Regions from separate parts of the Mus musculus genome. Here region 1 is linked to region 2. The links are chromatin contacts, called in public Hi-C maps. All regions are on one chromosome and are shown on one strand. The core of a region is the stretch at or near the end of the contact, and the rest is flanking DNA. Distances in the headings are between cores, read along the strand shown.

The links. Hi-C and Micro-C count contacts between places; a contact is called where the count stands out from the background.
Region 1: a Hi-C map of cortical neurons shows a contact between it and region 2, with 4 times the contacts expected there. The contact joins two enhancer-like sites. A contact is called at or near these places in 3 of 484 Hi-C or Micro-C datasets (cerebral cortex and cortical neurons), 1 of 115 datasets of contacts at active chromatin or transcription factors (neural progenitor cells) and 1 of 9 other capture datasets (liver).

What each region holds. Positions count from the first base shown.
Region 1 is chr2:7,388,022-7,393,295 of GRCm38.p6, reverse strand. It overlaps a transcript of Celf2 not described here. Among named protein-coding and RNA genes, the nearest start is that of 5031426D15Rik, 460 kb to the right of the region's middle. Within about 2 kb of position 3,720, at least 4 of the 459 cell types and tissues checked have an H3K27ac peak or open chromatin away from gene starts, as enhancers often do. A contact at or near this core is called in cortical neurons, where this site is marked.
Region 2 is chr2:7,230,818-7,236,749 of GRCm38.p6, reverse strand. It overlaps a transcript of Celf2 not described here. Among named protein-coding and RNA genes, the nearest start is that of 5031426D15Rik, 310 kb to the right of the region's middle. Within about 2 kb of position 1,934, at least 21 of the 459 cell types and tissues checked have an H3K27ac peak or open chromatin away from gene starts, as enhancers often do. A contact at or near this core is called in cortical neurons, where this site is marked.

The DNA of each region.
Region 1 (5,274 bases), core at 2,471-4,970, 150 kb before region 2:
AAGCTGCACCTTGATTGTCAAAATAATTCTGATGTATTGTAAGTTTACCTAGGAAACTAGTAAAGATAATTCAATTGATTAGCCTCGATTAACTTAGTATTGTGTCAAGTGATAAGGAAATTAGGGTTCTCACCTCACTTCCCATATTTGCTTGGGTTATTTTTCTATGTGCATGTATTTCCATTCTCTCTCTCTCTCTTTCGTATGTATATTTGTATTTAAATTGTCAATACAGGTTGACTTCAAACCTGTGTTTACTGGGTATAAAAGAGAAACAAGAAAAGAGATAAGAGACATAGATAAAAATGTAAGGAAACGTGAAACCTCATCTCTACTCCTCCCATTGGTTTTATTGTTTAATTTCCTGAGTCTGTCTCCTCAACTTTAAAAAGAGAGAAGGAATTATTCCATTCAAATAGTGTAGTTGGTTTACTTTATCCATGATGCAAATGAGTAACTCCTGTGAAAAGAAAAAAGCAGGTATGGTAGATTTTTTGTGTCAATGGTCCAAATAAGGAGAGCTGTGAGTGAGTCAATTATAGATCCTGATAGTCACTTCTGCACTGCATTGGTGCAGGCTGGCACCTATCTCTTGGTTTAGATCCTTCCATGCTGACACTGGAATATCCCACAGGATATTCTGGGGAAATATCACAACAAAAGACTGAGTGTCAAGACACAAGCAGTCCTGAACACTGCTGGAACGGCTCTTGCATAGAGCATGGGGTGGGGGATGGAGTACAGATACCGAAATTTTTCATATGCTTTTCAAATGTACTTGAAAATTTTGGTAAGATTTCATTGATAAACAGAACTATGGAACCACCACAATCAAGAGGTAGAAAATAGAAAATAGACATCCAAGCAAAAGTTTCCTGGTATCCGTATACAGACATTGTTTTCCCCTCCATGCCTTTTTGATTGGCTTTCTTTTACTAGATTAATTTGCATAGTACATAATAATAGAAGACTGGAATATTATTTTAATAGATACATTTATTTCTTTTATTTTATTTATATGAGTACACTGTAGCTGTCTTCAGACACACTAGAAAGAGGGCATTGGATTCTATTACAGATGGTTGTGAGCCACCATGTGGTTGCTGGGAATTGAACTCAGGACCTCTAGAAGAGCAGTCAGTGCTCTTAACCTCTGAGCCATCTCTCCAGCCTCCTCTCTGTGCTTCCTTGTGCCATCGTTTGTTTTTTTTGTTTGTTTGGTTTTTTTTTATTCTTTTAACCTTTAAGAGTCATACATAGTTGTACCCATTACTACAAAATAGCATTTCACTGTATGGGTAAACCACATGTTTCTTCACCTAGTATTCCACAGTGCCAACATGTACATCTAAGACAGGGTCTCATGTAGCCCAGGATAGGCCCAATCTCCTTGTATAGCTGAGGATGACCTTGGAGTCTGGTCTTTTTTATACCATGAATGTTGGTATCACAGATCTGTTTTCCCCGCTTAAATACAACAGGGAGTTTTCTCCTAATTTAGGGTTTGTTTGTTTGTTGTTTGTTTTGAGACAGGGTGTCTCTTCATCATTCTAGATGTCCTGGAATTCTCTAAGTAAACGAGGCTGGCCTCAAACTCAGAGATCTGCCTGTCTCTGCTTCTCTGTTTGGGGCTAAAGGCATACCCCACCATATCTGGCCATTCTTCTAAAATTTTTATCTGTAAATTTTACCATTTCATCTCCATCTGTAGATCTATCATGTGTTAAGAGCTACTTTATTGAGATTCATATTTTTCCCATATGAATGGCTAACACTGTCGGTATAAAAACCACTTTCCCCTCTTTAGTTACTTTACATCTTTTACTAGATTAAAACTGAGTTAGTAGGTCAAAACTGAACTACTACTGTGTTATGTATGTGTGTTGGTCTGTAGAAATGTCTCTATCCTGTGGCACATATTTGTGTATCTAACCTTTATTAATTTCTTGTTGTGCTAGTTGCCTTACATTTAGGGTAAAAATTTAAAAACAGATAGTACAAATCATGCCCATTTGCTCTTCTCTCTCAACATTGCTTTGGCTTCTACAAGTTGTTCTCATTTTCCTATGACTTTCAGAATTGTTAGTAAATTCCTACCCCAATAAAAGTGCTGTTGAAATTCTTCAGAATTCCCTGGAATATGTAGTTGAGTTGTAGAGTGGATGGCTGTACTGACGTATGTCTGCATCACAGTTACTTTGCTGCTGCCCATGAATTTATTGGTTTTTGATTTTTGTTTTCATTCCAGAGATGGACTATAATTTTGAGTATAAGTATTTCTCCAACTTTATTAGATTTATCTCTTAGTATAACAGAGGCATAAGTATTGTTTAAATACAAACTGTACTTTTATCTTATTTTCTGTTTTTACTAATTTGCTATCATGCTATCCTTCATTCATCATGCATGCTTCCTATTTTCTCTAGTGCAATACCATTTTCCTCAGATTTTATTCTTGTTCATTAACCAACCTTTAAAAATTACATTTCAATTTTCTTTTGTTTTCTACTTATATCCTTGCGTTATTTTGACTGCTTTAGGATTAGCACATATATTTAAACTTAATGTAATCCATGTGTCAGTATATTTCTTTTGATCACATTTTCTATTGGTCAGATTTTAAACTATTTAATATGTCCATATATATACATGTATGTGTATATGTAACATTCATATATATTACAAGCTCACCAATATATTATTAATTATTTACTTTCAATTCTTGTATTCTTTTAAAGAATTGAAATGAAATACAGATTTTATGTAACCCAAACTCATTTTTCTTTCCATACTTGGAATACAGCTCTACTAGTAAGAAAGTTACTCTTGGTTTACCTGAAATATTTCAGTTTCCTCTTGGGTTTGAAAATATAGCTTCAGTGAGTGAAGATGTCGTCATTAGCGACCTCTTCTGCTGCCGCTTTCACATTCCAATGTCAACTGAATTTCACAGTTTCTTAGGAATCCAAAATCAGTTCAAGCCCCTCCCAGCAATTTCCTGTGTGTGGCTTCCCTGAGTTGAGATTGTGTTTAAGCTTTCATTTCAGCAGTTAAAACTGCAGTATGTTTAGGAATGACTTTCTTTGTTTCAACCCCACATGAAGCTCACTGGCTTATCTAGACCTAGATTTAATGTCTGGGGAGAAATTGTGCCACATTGTAAAATGCTATCGTCATTTTTATATTTCCTGTTCTTCATAAGCAAACTTGACATAGTCTCCCATAGGTTCCTAACGTTCCCATTTATCCACCCTCTTTCCTCTGTCTTCCAAACTGAGTAATCTATGTTGATAGATCTTTAATGTTATGAGTCTTTATCATTTCCTATTTGTTCTCTAGCCCTGATGAAGTTTTGATTTATTACTGGTTTCAATTAGATTGTTTTTTCTTTGTTTGTTTGTTTTATATTCCTTAAGTTTTCAATAACGATACTATTCATCCTTTAATTATCTGAACTTGTGTATTATAGCTGTGAAAAACCTTTTGTCGGCTAACTCTAGCCCCTGGGAAGTCAGTTCCTCTGTCCTGTCTCTGCTCTTCTCTGTTTGTCACTCTTTTATGTTTATATGCATGTCTGGTTTGTTTTGTTATAAACTTGATATTACAGATTATATAATTCTGTGACAACTTATTTCACGAGCCTTCCATTATCCCACTCTTCCTTCTGCCTGGACATGACTGCCCCTCTTATCTTCCATGTGATACATAGTCACCGAGGTTTCTGCTCAATTACCAAGTTCTAAACATGGCCTCTATTATGAGTCAGCCTGGAGATCTTCCACATGAACGTGTAAAACATGCTCATGTGTGAGAGTTCACGTTTCTTCAGCTTTGAGTTTTCTTGGTTTCTTGTACTGCTTTGCTAAATTCAGATGCTCTGGTTATATCCCTTGGATCCTGCTTAGGACACTTCCAACCCACATGGCTAGTTTCCTGCTGCCCATACATTGCATAATTAGAAAGTGTTTTCAGCTTAAAGAGCATAAAAATTAGATATCTTGTTTCCTGAATCCTTCCGGAATACATTCACCTCTGATTTCTTCCTGCTTTGTGGCTGGACTCTAAAATCTCTACTTCACCTCCATCCTCCAAATATTGTGGGCTTGGGTTACATTCCTCTGCAGTTATCTTGATCTTTAAAGTTTCATCTTACCATCTGTAGCCTCATACTCTGATTTCTGCCAGTGTTTATTAATGGGAACGGGATTTTCCAATGCCACATCATAGGTATTCAGAAATAGCCTTAGTCTATGAACTAAGAAAAACTTCCCCTATGTAATTATTCTTCTTAAAGATCTTTAAACTATTTTGTCTACATTTAGAGATATCCCATTCACTTCAAACTATTAGGAGCACTTTGTATATTATCCAGTCTTTATAAATGCAGAAGGTTTGTATAGTTTGGGACTCCACTGCCCTAACTGTAAATTACTTTTGTACATATATCCATATACAACTGATATCAATGTATCAAGTAAATGGTTTTAAAGTATGCTACTTTAAGTCAAATTTTTATATATTTTTCCAAGCATATCAATCTCAAACCTACCCTCTGGTTATTATACTTCATTTTTAAATGGATGACGCATTCGCATCACACAGATGTATTTTAAGATCTAAAAGTGTTGAAATGTTTTGTTGATACCCATCACTTTGAACAATTAATATATACTAACAAAAATAATTGAGAGCGTTGAAGTTTATTCTTGACTATGCTAGTTAACTGTGATTGCCCATTGGATTTTGAACCACATTGGAGATGTTCCTTTGGGCACGACTCTGAGCACATTTCCAGAAAGGATTGAGGAGAAAGATCCATCCTGACTATAGGCAGCACTGCTTCATAGGCTGGAATTGCAGATTCAGTGAGAAGTAAAGGGTTGCTGAGCACCTTAGTTCATCACTCTCTAGTTTCTAACTACAGCTGGAATGTGACCTTTATCTCCATCATCATGATTACCTGAGCAGGATTTGAAATTGTGTCCCATCAAATTGGTAGTCTAAAAACATCCATTGTCAGGTATTTGTTAATAGCAGTGAGTAAAGTAAGTAGTACAATGAACTTTGTTCTTCTATGGAACAAACTGATGAGATTCTAGCTTAGTCATCTAAAGACTCCAAAGACTCCATCAATAATTGATTGGGGCCATCATTGATGGTCATAAGTATACGGACATCTTATAAAAGATAGATACTTAGGTCATCAATTGGTCATTTTTACTCTTTAATTTGGAATTCAAATGGGGGCTTATTGAAAAATACAAATGTCACTAA
Region 2 (5,932 bases), core at 685-3,184:
CAGGAGTCTGACTAGGCAGACCATATCTTTTCCAGGCCACTAGTCCAGAAATGTGTAGCTAGAGAGTAAAGAATGTTCAGAAAGTTTCACAACTCTAAATTACAGGCACATTCAAACCCTAAGATCTCAAAGCTTCAGGATGTGGAAAGAGCGGACACTTTGAATCCAATTGAGCTAATGAACACTGATGCTAACACAGGGACCCGGTCTTCCCTGAAAAGCTATTAAATGCTGCATCCTCAACTCTAGTGGGATGTGTCCTAAATTTCTCCAGTGTTGCTGCTTTGGGCCTCGGTTTCTAATGTTTCTCAGTGTTAGGCTTGTGTGTCCTCTATCCAGATCCATTTTCTTATGCTCTGAAGTTACCTCCAAACTAAGAGTTTTCCCCCATGTCTTAGAAGAAACCTGACGCTTATAAACCACGCTGCTGTTACTGAGAACTCTCTTCAGCATGATTGAGTAAATTGTCCCACGGGCTTTAAATTGCTCTAGATCTGGAACACCTAGGAGAACCTACCAATTGATTTTGACCTCTTTTTAAAATTTCACCTTCTTAAATTTAATTCACACTCTCTTTATATCATTTGGGATAAATATCTTTCTATGCCTTCTGCTACATAAACTGTACATTGTTATTACTCTAACTGTGTTCTCTGTGGATTGCTTAGATACTTTAAGCAATACTTTAAGAGTAGCCATTCTTGCTTATAAAAGGAACAGTGTGTGTGTTTGAAGTTAACTGCTTTCCAGGGAGAATGTTGGAAAGACTCATGTCCTCCATATTGGAAAATGAATTGAAGGTACATGGTTTAGAAATCTGGATACTGCAAAAGATGCCTTAACATTCACCAGGTCTTTGCTTAAGCAAGCCATTAGGAAGCACAACTGAGGAAGAAAAATTGCCTTCCATAAGACTGTTAAACAAGAACATTAGTCGTTTCATCCCTCAAAGAGTTTTAGTTGACTATTCACTACTGATGAATCCTACTTACTATATTATTCAATGTGCTCTCATTTTATAAGTTAGATGATAAAGGAATAACAGAATAATTATATGCCAACCAAGATACTCCATCTGCCTTTGTTTGTTCTTTTTCTCCTAGCCCATCGCCCACTTTCCCCAAATGCTTCCTCTAATGCAGTAATTTTGCTTTAGCACAGACCTATGATTTTAATCAGTCCATCTGTGTCATTCTGTGTGGGGGAAGGAATTGAATAATCTGTGCTTGTTCAGTTCACATCTTCAGTGTGAGGGTGTATCCACAAACACACAGCGCCTTACAGAAGCACACTGAGCAATTGCAAAGACAGTCCCAGCATCCTCAGTCTTCACCAACTTGGTCTTTTTTTTTTTCTTTCATTATGTTAGATATTAGACCAGAAGTAGTATGCCATCTGGGTAGAAAATAACCCTGATATACCCACCATCTTGATTGACGCATACTAGGGTCTCTAAGCAATGGTGACTGGTCCCCTAACTGTAAAGAGTCAGAAGCCAAACACGTGGAGCCCCTTTCCTCATTATAGTGACAGGACTCAAGTGACTAGTCAAAACCAGATCTTCTGTAGTAATTAAAGTAGGGCTTCATTAAGAAGTCAAATTTGAACAAGGGCAAGTGTGGAACCTGTTAATAACATCAGAAGGTCTTATGGGTTAGGTGACAGATTAACAAGGATGGGCTAGATGGCATGGGGGGTGAATTAACTAATATCTGCTAGTGGTTACAGCAAATTCAACACCTTAGAATTATTGACTATGAAACTGCAGAAAATATAACTGCAGGTAGACCAGGCAAAGGTGAAAATTCTAACTAAGATTTCAAACAGATGGCTCCCACTTTCCCCATACCTCTCATTCTCTGCACTTGTGAAGGAGCTGTGGAGTTCACAAAGTGTACATTTTTGTGCCTCATTAGATAAAATGTGATGTCACAGAGTGACAGTTGCCAGGGGAGCTCTAATTTGGAACTGCCAACGTTAGACACCCTACGACTCGCGACCGTGGTACCGCATTGAACTTTTCTCACTGAATGTCTTTTAGAAAGAGAGAGAAAACAGCTGTGAACATCCATTCAAATACCTACTCATCATGTTTTATTCCTATGAGTAATCACTTTCAGGTTCAGCCTGACATTTGGAACTTTTTTTTTTTTTTCTAAACGGAAGACTTTAAATTAGCACAGACACCTTTTCTCATTAGAAACAGAGCCAAACTCTTGGTGAGCTTGAGCAAGCAGGATGATAGCTAAAGAAAACACTCATCACAACATGTGATTGCATTTTGAAATTGTCCTTTGGACCTGGTGGTCTTTATATACAGAAGTGACTCAAAGGGCTCAGGACTCATTCATTGTGCTGGTTAGTTCTGTGTCAGACGAACACAAATAGAGAGTCAGGTTGGAAGATGGAGCCTACATTGAGAAAACACCTTCATCATATTTGGCTGTAGACAAGATCCTTGAGGGTATTTTCTTCTGACTTAATAATTGATTTGAGGAGGTCCAGCCTACTGTGGGCAGTGCCTTTCATGGGCTTGGGCATGATAAAAATGCAATCCTGGCACGCTGTGAGAAACAATTAGGTAAGGAATGTTCCTTAGAGCCCTCTGCTCCAGTTCCTGCCTCTAGCTTCTTGCCTTGACTTCTTGCTTAGACTTCCCTCTATAATGGACTGTGACAACTGGGAAATAGATGCTGAAATATACCCTTTTATCCCCAAGATGCTTTTAGTCATGGTGTTTATCACAGCAACAGAAAGCACACTAGGACTTTTGCCATCCCTGTTCCCAAAATCTTACCTCAAAGCTGTTACCAGAGGCCATGGCACTTAGAAATGTTCCCTTAAAAAATTCTAGAAGCTCTCCAAAAGCAAGGAAAAATAGCATTGATGCCAGCACCAGCCATTCTGATGGTAAATAGCTTAAAGCATCACAATATACTTACATATACTTAAGATGTTAAAACACTGGCAGGAAAATATGTTTTGAAGAAAATTTGGAACTGTAGGATTCGGGGATGTAAGCAGAGATGTTGGTGACTCACTCCCCATCCTTTTCCTTTTTGGAAGAATATCCACATTTAACTTTCAGGCCCTCCTCAAGGTTTTCAGTATGGCACAGGTGGAATTCTTCCACTAGTGGGAGAGTACTAGTCTGTAACATAGAATAATGAAAAATGGGGAGAGTGTTGAGCAAAATTTCTAAATTCTGGCCAAACCTCTGATGCAGTGTAAGTGAGAAGCAGTGGGTGGGGACCTGCATCCCTTCCTAGGAGTGAAAGGCTGTGCTGCACATTTTAGAATCGCAGTTTACTTGAAGCATGGAAAGATACTGACAAAACATATTTGCTGGTGTTGTCATGAGAAGCCGCAGGGATTACGGTGAGATGCTTTGCACCAACCGTGCTTCCCATACAAGTAGCCTTCCTGTTTGTTGTTTTTGTCCCAGCAAGGCTTCCTTCCCCAGGCTCCTATCTTTGCTCTCAGGTGCCACAGATGTTTAGGCAGGCTTCATTCTCAAAGCTAAACAAAAATTAAAGAAATTAATATTTTAGACTCTACTCAAGACTAATATGAACCAAAATTTCTGCCATATGGAGCAAAGGACATGGTACCTTTTCCCTACCTAGAGATGTCAATATGGATGCTGACAGGTAGAGGATAAAATGGGTTTTATATCCCTCTACTCCCTTTTAAGTGGCTTCTACCTGACTCCTCCAGCAGTTCTGGTGCTGTTCACAGCCAAAGATATCTAGAAGCTTCACCTTGTAGATTATGTGAGCACAATTCCATTTTTAACATCTTCTGAAAGAATGAAGTTATGATGTCTTAAAGATAACCTTGACTTAGCAGGAAAGGTGAGAAAGAATACAATGTCCTGTCATTTGACCACATGATAAGGCTCGTCAATGAGCTTCCACATGTCATCTTTCAGAACTCTGGGACAATTGGTAGTGAGCATGAACTCTCTTGGAAAAAACTCCTTATATGCATGTGTGTTTTCTCTGCTCTCCTTGAGAAATTACTCTGTTCCTTTTCTAGATAATACAAAACACTAATATAAAACTCAACAGGTAGAAAATAGCCATTTTTCCTAACCTTTTGACCTAGTCTCTCCATTTCTGTCCCAACCCTAGAGGCAGTCATTATTATCAAGGCTATAAGACAGTCTTCTAAAATAATAATGACATACAAGTATACAACACACACACACACCAATATCACTATAAGATACATATTTTTCAGTACCTGGTTTTGATTTTTTTTACTCAAAATATACCTTATACCTTATTCATTATTAGTGCATACATAGATGTCTCAGTCTTTATAAATATTGTATAAAATTGTATGGCTTACTATACTTAAATTCTCACTTGTATCATGCCTTGTATATAAAAAAGCTAGAAAAAGCTTACCCACCTACTGTGGATTTACATGTTAACAGAAGATATGAAGCCCCTATGACACCATGTCTTCCTGTCTAGGAACATGGTATGCCTGTCTCTATGTTTTTCTTCTGAGTTCTTTCATAATGCTTCAAATTTTTATTATATTTGTTATTCATTTCCTATTGGCCTAATAAATGGTCTTCCATCATAACTTCACATATATTGATAACAATATAAAATCTGTTTTATAAATCAGATTTTCACCAAACAACTTCATGAATTATACTTTATATAATCGTTTTCAGTTGAGTTGATTTTCTCAGCCTTTTGAGTAAATAACACATTAATATGAAACTTCTACTTTTTAAACATCATTACTTATTTGTGTGTTTGTAAACCCATCAGTGTGCAGATGTGCCACAGCATGTATCTATGGAGGTCAAAAAACAATTTGCCAGGCTCAGTGAGTTTGTGGATCCTCGATTGAAATAATTATGTTGGAAGACAGCAGGCACCCTTACCCACTGACTCACGTCTTTGGCACCTACTTTTTAAATTAATGTATTTTATTTTTTATAAAATGTTGTAGAAGTACTATATATAATGTAGATAATTTTTCATAAGTTGATTGCTGGTTTGTATTTTTAGAATCAGCTGTGTTATGTAACAGTACCAAATATCTCCAATTTTTGAGAGATTTGACACAATAAGCATTTATTTCTTGCCATTACAGTCTCTGGGCCCTAGTGATTGTCTAGGGCAGTAGTTTATCGTGTAATGGTTTTACAGGCACTCAGGCTGAACAAGCTTCATAACACCCTCCTATTAAAGCAAATACCCATAGAATCTGTGCAACACAAGAAGTGGTCAAGGGGTAGTGAGCCAGCTGTACAAAAGATAAAAAATTCATTGTTCAAAGAAAGTGGCAGAAATAACAAGATTTAAGGCTGGAAAAGCATCCTTCCACATCCGTGGAGACAGAGAGGGTAGGGTTTGCAACCTTTCCCCTTCAAATTCCCCAAAACATTAACAAATTATGTGTTTACTTACAACACTGCTTGAAGAAGTAGTTCTTTAGGATATCTATTATTTTGCAAATTAAAAGAAGAAAAGTACATTTGAATAACTAAAATCATTCCATATCTTGCTTAAAAAAAATACTCTCAGACATAGCTACAAATGGCTCTAGTCACTTAACCTTTGTTGGAAAGTCCCCAGCATCCATTTGGGTCTAGCCATGCTTCTTCCAACACTCTCATAAATATTGCTCCAGCATAGGGTAGGGCCATCTTTTTAAATTTTCCTCACTTGCTTCATTGATTTAATTTAATTTAATTTAATTAATTTTTGAGGCAGGGTCTCACTAGGTAGCCCTGGCTGGCCTGGAACTCACTGGTATAGATTGGGTTGAATTCGAAATCACAGAAATCTGCCTGCCTCTTGAGTCCTAGGATTAAGGGCATGCACCACATCCTGGCATCATTTTGAGTAGGTAGGGCTGTCTTTAAGTATGGTGTGTTATTGTTTGGCATAAATACTATGTGCAC